Linked DNA regions of Zea mays: region 1 is linked to region 2. The links are chromatin contacts, called in public Hi-C maps. All regions are on one chromosome and are shown on one strand. The core of a region is the stretch at or near the end of the contact, and the rest is flanking DNA. Distances in the headings are between cores, read along the strand shown.

Region 1 (3,565 bases), core at 989-3,488, 310 kb after region 2:
GTTTTCTATTCTATTTTTATCACTGGAAAACAGACAAGTCCTTAAGAAAATAACATAGGAACTACTTTTGCCAACAAAGTGAACAAATAAAGTCTGTCACATATCAAGTTTGTGCTGTGGATTGAACTTCATTCAAAACACGATGTGAATATGCAGATCTTCGTGCTGCCCAGATATGTCTTATAAAATATACTCCCTCTCTTCAAAATTGTAAGACATTTTGGTTTTTTTTAGATACATCGTCGATTGTACCTACACATCGTGTAAATCTAGATGCATAGAAAAACTTATGCACCTAGAGAGCCACAAAGTCTTACAATTTCGAACAGAGTAAGTACTACACACACAACCATGCATTATACGTTATGTGAAGTCCACAGCTCAAGCACAAGGTTGCATTCCTACACAACAGAGTACTGAATCCAAATGAATAACCTACATTGATATTCATTTAACTACAGTGTTTTAGGATAAGTTGAATACAGTTATACTGTAGATTTCTAGAAACTAGAAGCACTACCCACAAGCAAATCTGTATTATCAGATGTACACAAATATATGAAAGCTATGCACCCTAAATACCACAGATATGTATAGTTCATTAAGCACTAGCAAGAAGTTCAAATAGGATCAACTTAATAGAGCATGCTCCTAATATCTTTTTGACAACTTTTGACACAGTGACATACTTCATCTAGCGCCTAAAACCTAGATTTATATCCAGTGTTCTTAAGGCGGTTAGGCGAGCAAGTAACCATGATCACCGCCTTAGCGCCTAGGCCACGCCTTAAAAACACTGTTTATATCATCAGCATTTATCTAAAGCTATCTTTTGCAACCTAGAGATAGTGTGATTTAGTTTTTAGATTCACAAACTCTACTAGCTAAACAACGACTACCTTGAAAGGCCATCCTATTCAAGGATTAGAAGGATAAGCAGTTATTCAACCACTATAAAGTAAATGAATTCACATTCACATAGGTAAACCAAAGAGGGAGAAAGGATCTTACATCTTTCTTGCGGCCATAGTACCCCTCTCCCCCACCATAGCTCGGCCTCTCATACCCGCCACTCTGATACTTGGGCTGCTCCTCTCCATAACCGTATGAACCCTGTGTCTCCTCGTCATAGGGTTTTGGCTTCCGGTAACCACCAGAGCCAAAGGCACCTTCGTCCTCCTCAGATGCCTTCTTCTCATAACCATAGCCAGAACCACCATAGCTCTGCTCCTCGTTCTTCCTGCCATAGCCATACCCCGAGGAGCCATAGGTCTCCTCCTGTGCCTTCCTCCCATACCCACCACCACCACTGCCATACTCCTCCCCACCCTGCGGCCTGCTGCCGTACCCAGATCCATAGCTCTCCTCAACCTGAGGCTTCCTCCCGTAACCAGATCCATAGCTCTCCTCAACCTGCGGCGTCCTCCCGTACCCCGATCCATAGCTCTCCTCAATCTGCGGCTTCCTCCCGAACCCAGACCCATACTCCGATCCGTAGCTCTCCTCTACCTGTGGCTTCCTCCCGTAGCCAGAGCCGTATGTCTCAGCCTGCGGATTGGCAGATCCATACCCTGCTGACCCATAGCTCTCCTCCGGCCGGGTCTGACCGCCGTAGCCAGAGCCGTACCCGCCGGACCCGTAGCTCTCCTCCGCCTGCGGTTTCCTCCCATATCCAGAGCCGTAGCTCTCCTCCTCCTGCTTCTTCCTCCCATACCCGGATCCGAAGCCAGATCCATAGCCACCGCCCTCCTCCGCAGCGGGCTCGGGCCTGGATCCGTAGCCGCTGCCGTAAGACGGCTGTTGCTCCTGCTGGGGGCGGAACCCATAGTTGGGCTTTGGCTTGGCGTGGTGACCGTAGGGGGACGGCTCGGAGGCGGCGTAGTGCGGTGCGTCGTAGGAGGTCGAGGGCGCCGAGCACGGGTAGCAGGTTTCCTCGGACGGTGGCAGCGGGCGACCGAAGGTGACGGCGAGGTCGTACCCACCGCCGTACGGCGTGGGGTCGAACTCATCGAAGTCGTCCGCCTCCTCGACGGCGCCGCCACGGGGCCTCTCGTAATACGCGGTGGCCATGGCGGATCGCTGAGATCGGCTGGCTGGTTGATCAGATGGCAAGTGGCTAGCGAGGGATTGGACTTTAGAGCTTTGGTCTGGACTTCTGGAGTGTGGGGGCAGCGAGGGATTGGCCACTTATTGGTCTGTGGTAAAACGCGTTGGGGGAGCTCGGGGTGGATGAGAACCGGGGACGGCGAGACGTGGGGGCACGTGGTCCGGCCAGCGTGAGGAGTCGGTAACGTAGACAGGGACGCTGGATGCGCGGCGTCGGCGACGGTCGAGGCCGACACCACACGGGCAACAATGTACAGATGGCAATGGTACCGCGACCACATGTCCGATGGATATTTACTCTATTAAAGGTAGTTTAGAAACTCAAATTCTTTTTGGGATTGAAGAAAATTAAAGAGCAAATTAGTTTATTTTCACTCCAATCCTCTCTAGTCCCGAAAAAGATTTGAGGTTTCCAAAGTAGTCCTTAGGGTATGTATGTGGGCTAAATATTTTACCCGTTGTTCTGTAATTGGAAAAAAATCTTCACGCAACGGGTAAACAGGTATTTATAACGTTCCGCCTTCACCCATACCTGTTAACTCGTGAGTATAAAATACTCAATATAAGTCTAGCTCAAGCATGAACTAGTACTTTAGTCATCCATCTTTTTTTACTATTTAACAATCATTTAGACCATAATTGTCGGGGACCATAATTAGGGGTACCCTCAAGGCTCCTAATTCTCAGCTGGTAACCCCCATCAGCATAAAGCTGCAAAGGCCTGATGGGTGCGATTAAGTCAGGGATCGGTCCATTCGAGGGACACGATCACGCCTCGCCCGAGCCTAGCCTCGGACAAGGGCAGCCGACCCCGGAGGATCTCGGCCTCGCCCGAGGCCCCCCTCCAGCGGCTAACGTATTCCCGGCTCGCCCGAGGCCCTGTCTTCGCCAAGAAGCAACCCTGACCAAATCGCCGCACCGACCGACCAAATCACAGGAGCATTTAATGCAAAGGTGGCCTGACACCTTTATCCTGACGTGCGCCCTTCAGCCGACAGAGCCGAAGTGACCGTCGTCACTTCGCCGCTCCACTGACCAGCCTGACAGAAAGACAGCGCCGCCTGCGCCGCTCCGACTACGGTGCCACTTGACAGAGTGAGGCTGACAGGCAGTCAGGCCCGGCCGCAGGCGCCATAGGAAGCTCCGCTCCGCCCGACCCAGGGCTCGGACTCGGGCTAAGCCCCGGAAGACGGCGAACTCCGCTCCGCCCGACCTAGGGCTCGGACTCGGGCTAAGCCCCGGAAGACGGCGAACTCCGCTTCACCCGACCCAGGGCTCGGACTTGGGCTCAGCCCCAGAAGACGACGAACTCCGCTCCGCCCGACCCAGGGCTCGGACTTGGGCTCAGCCCCAGAAGACGACGAACTCCGCTTCGCCCGACCCCAGGGCTCGGACTCCGCCCTGCCTCAGCCGACGGTCTCCGCCTCGCCCGACCCAGGGGCTCGGACTCGACCTCGGC
Region 2 (3,831 bases), core at 865-3,364:
TTTGTTGTATAAGTTTTGACTATGTGAAAAATAGAGACCTTGGTTTAAGAGATAGATTTTAGAATTGCCTAATTCAACATAGGCGTCATGGTCCCTACTAGCTTTGTCTAGATCTCTTGGACCCCTCTTTTTTATGCTTGGAGATTTGTTTAAAATCAAGAGATTTAGTGGCTGAAAGCAATAGTGAAAAACCAAACCCTTGAGCACTTATAGATTTTGTCAACCATTCATGAAAGATTTTATTACTCTTGGATGTGAAGCCTCCTAGATGGCTACGAGTCACTTGATGAGCTCTTGTGCTTATATGACCTACGAGAAAGTTTGTGAAAGCTTCAAATTTTCATGTACAAGAAAAGAAATCTAATAGCAAATCAAGAAAAAAGGTGGGAAAAGACCCAACTATGAAGCTTGATCCTTAGGTCGTTTGGAACTTTTTTAATGGAAAGAGTTGAACCTGAGGAAATAAATCCTCATGTTTTTACTTATTTCTTATTATATTGCTCTTTAGTACTTCCTTTGATTGTGCTTCCCCCTAGGTCTACTTTTTAGTTGTGCACGTTACCATGTTTGCTGGTCCAAGTTAGTGGCGGAGGACCTGTTATGACATAGTATGAGAGCTACCATACCTCGAAGACATGTGTGGTGCAATAGTTATTGTATAATGTTTTCTTTCAATATATTGATAGTTCAAATCTTGTTATCTATTTTCTCTCTCTCATCCATACCTCACTTTTATCTTATCCTTCACCGTTGCTCCATACCTCAGTTTTATGTTATCCTCCAACATTGGTCCAAATGGTTTTCAGGCTTACAAGAGGACACCTTCAACTCCAACCACGTAGTATGTTCAAATTTGGTTTGAGCTATAACTCTATAGGCATAGTTCAATAGTTCAATTTTTTAGGTATATATATATAAAGAGAGATAGAGAGAGAGTTTAAAGCTATGCAATTTTATGCGCAAGTTACGAACAAATGTATGTGGTCTACGTATTGCTCTAGTTCATTGCATCTAGTCCCTTCGTCCCAAAATATTTGTCACTATGGTATTCATGACGATCAAAGTTTCTCAAGTTTGACTAGATTTACAGGAAAGATTATCAATATTTGTATCTCCAAATAAGTTTATTAAGAAAATAGATTTAAAGATCTATCTAATGGTGCTAATTATCTACTATAAATATTAATATTTTGTTATATATATTTGGTCAAAGTTAAAAATCTTTGACTTCTCGAAAAGTGAAAACGACAATCATTTTAGTACGGAGGGAGTAGTTGTAAAAGAAATTCGAAAAAAAGTCTATTCCCACTTTGTTTATGTGATATTTTGGTCTTCTCGTCACCTTAGGAGCCTCTCGAGCGGAAGAAAAGGCCTCGTAGGCGGGCTATCTCCAGTAGCATTTCCTTTTTTAAATTCTACTGAATGAACAATGCAGTCTACTAGCTCCGCAGGAGTGTGGCAAAAGTGTTTTTTTCTGAACATAATGCGTAGTTTTGAAAAAATAACCAGTTCTGCTGTTTTAATTCAGAAACAAAACATTCTGGACTCGTCATCTTCTCGTGCACGTGCATGCGGGACGGAACGGATGCGTCCGGCTGAGCTGTTCTGTGCATCCTCCTTCCGTGCGCGACCCAAGGGGTACCACCGTAGGGGAGGTGTGTGTGGTGGTTGATTTATTTTCGCCGTATATCATTGTTGCTGGGCACCAGAAACACGACGAGGGAGCATCCAAAAACGGGGGCATCAAAAGCTCTGGCCCGTCCATCCATACCATTCGTGGCCGGCCGGCCGGCCGGTCGGGATGGGGGCGCGGCCGCGACGGCGACGTTTCGTCGGGCGGCAGCAGCAAGCCAACCACCACGAACGAACGAACACGTTCGCTCTTGGCATTTCCTCTCATCCCTTGGCCTTGGGTTGCTGTTGCTGATGGGCCAATGACTACAAAGCCTGCCATGCGTTGTGGTCTCGAGGAACTGCGGACGGAAGCGACACTGGGGCCGGCAAACAGACACTGGGCCCACGGGCGGTACCGATACGTGATACCGACCAACAAGGCAACAAGTAGGCCAAGGAGCGTGATGCTCGTAGCGCAAGAGGTAGTGAGCCACTAGCCCTCAACACTGAACTGTGGGGTCTGGTGCGCGTTGGCTAACATGTCGGAAATCAAAGCTGTGGTTAAGCCGGCGAATCAGAGCGATCATCTCGTGAGCTTCTTGTACTGCACCACCACTAGCCTCATCACTCATCTCATCAGTCATCACTCACCTCCCGCACCGAGCCACCGACGCGACCCAGGAAAAGCAACGACAACGTCTCCAAAAGCTGCAGGCTGCAGCTCCTGAGGGCCGCAGGCCGCACCGGAGAGGCCGAGAGGGCAGGCGGACGCGGACGCGCGTGCGGGAAGGCGTGAGCAATGGCCGGTACGGCGGCAATAGCCTCCTTAGCCGCGGTGGCGGGAGCATGGCTCGACCTTGACGGGTCGACGACCCTGCTTCCGCGCCGGTTGCTTCCGTCGTCAGGCGGCGAGGCGCTGCGGGCCGCGTGGGACGCGGCGCGCGCGGCGGCAGTGGCGCCGGCGCTGGCCGCCGCGTCGTGGGTCTGCCTGGCCCTGTCGGCCATGCTCCTCGCCGACGCCGTGTTCCTGGCCGCCGCCAGCCTTCTGCCCCGGCGGGCGCCGTGCCCCATTGCCGGCCCCACCGCCGAGGTGGACGGGGACGAGGAGGAGGCCGGCTGCAGCGTCGGCTACCCCATGGTGCTCGTCCAAATCCCCATGTACAACGAACGGGAGGTCCGTGTCCACTCTCTCAGTACATTGGCGGCGCCTCGGCACATCGGCACCAACGCAATGCAAATAATGCCGTACCGTTCCTTTCTTTTGTGTGCGCGCAGGTGTACAAGCTATCCATTGAAGCAGCATGCGGGATGTGGTGGCCGTCGGATAGGGTGATCGTACAGGTTCTCGACGATTCCACGGATCCGACGGTTAAGGTAAACTTCGAATCTTCTAGCCTTCAGTCATCGTTAGGTACGTTGCCAGCTGAAGTGATGAGTCAAATAGGTTTATTTTAAAAAAATCGTCTTTCAATAAATCATGTTCAAGAAAAAAAAACACTAATATTTGTGACATCAAACACATATTATTATATTAATTATAAAATACATTTTATAGCAAGCATATTTAAAAGTTAAAACATTAATGTTTGCATTATTCCCAACTATTTAACTACATTCAAATACTATAACATTAATGGAGGGGAGATGCACGTACCATCCACAGAGTCAGCATACTACGCACTCTACTATGCAAGAGTGCCGACACATCAGAGGTTTTGAGTAGAAACTTCTGAAAGAGTCTAAACCAGAAGACCTAAAGCCAAAAAGCTCCAAAACCACCAACAATAACGACTCAGACGATGATGCCGGGGCAAGTTCCTAAAGCCAATGCAAGCCATCATTTATATCATTGGTAGCCCCGACTCGTACGAGTCTAAGAGAAAAACAATAGTTGGAGATGAGGTACGTCTACTCTGTGTAGCCGGCCACACCAGAGTTCCTCCACTAGTCAAATGTGTCGATTACATTTGACAGATCTAATCACTCTGGTCATGTGCCACGGTTAGGGTGGTATCTTCTGATATTGAATCCAACAGTTGGCGACACACGACTCCACTGAGTCCTCATTGATGGTGGATGTAGTCTGAATATTCTCTTCGTCGAAACCTTCAGGAAGATGGGGCTATCGGAAATCATAGAAGTTGAGTCTTGTGCCATTTTACGACATTATCCCGGGCAAGTCCATGATTCCACTAGGGTAGATCACTCTGCTTGTTA

Evidence for each region. A called contact is a pair of places that touch in the nucleus more often than the background predicts.
Region 1: a Hi-C map of leaf shows a contact between it and region 2, with 5 times the contacts expected there. The contact joins the promoter of LOC100191540 here to the promoter of LOC103629938 in region 2.

The regions. Positions count from the first base shown.
Region 1 is chr6:124,379,963-124,383,527 of Zm-B73-REFERENCE-NAM-5.0, forward strand. It overlaps LOC100191540, which reads right to left and starts at 2,239. Exons shown (of 2, transcript NM_001136971.1): 1 at 1,012-2,239. The coding sequence starts at 2,070.
Region 2 is chr6:124,074,762-124,078,592 of Zm-B73-REFERENCE-NAM-5.0, forward strand. It overlaps LOC103629938 (probable glucomannan 4-beta-mannosyltransferase 3), which reads left to right and starts at 2,115. Exons shown (of 9, transcript XR_004850286.1): 1 at 2,115-2,788; 2 at 2,890-2,988.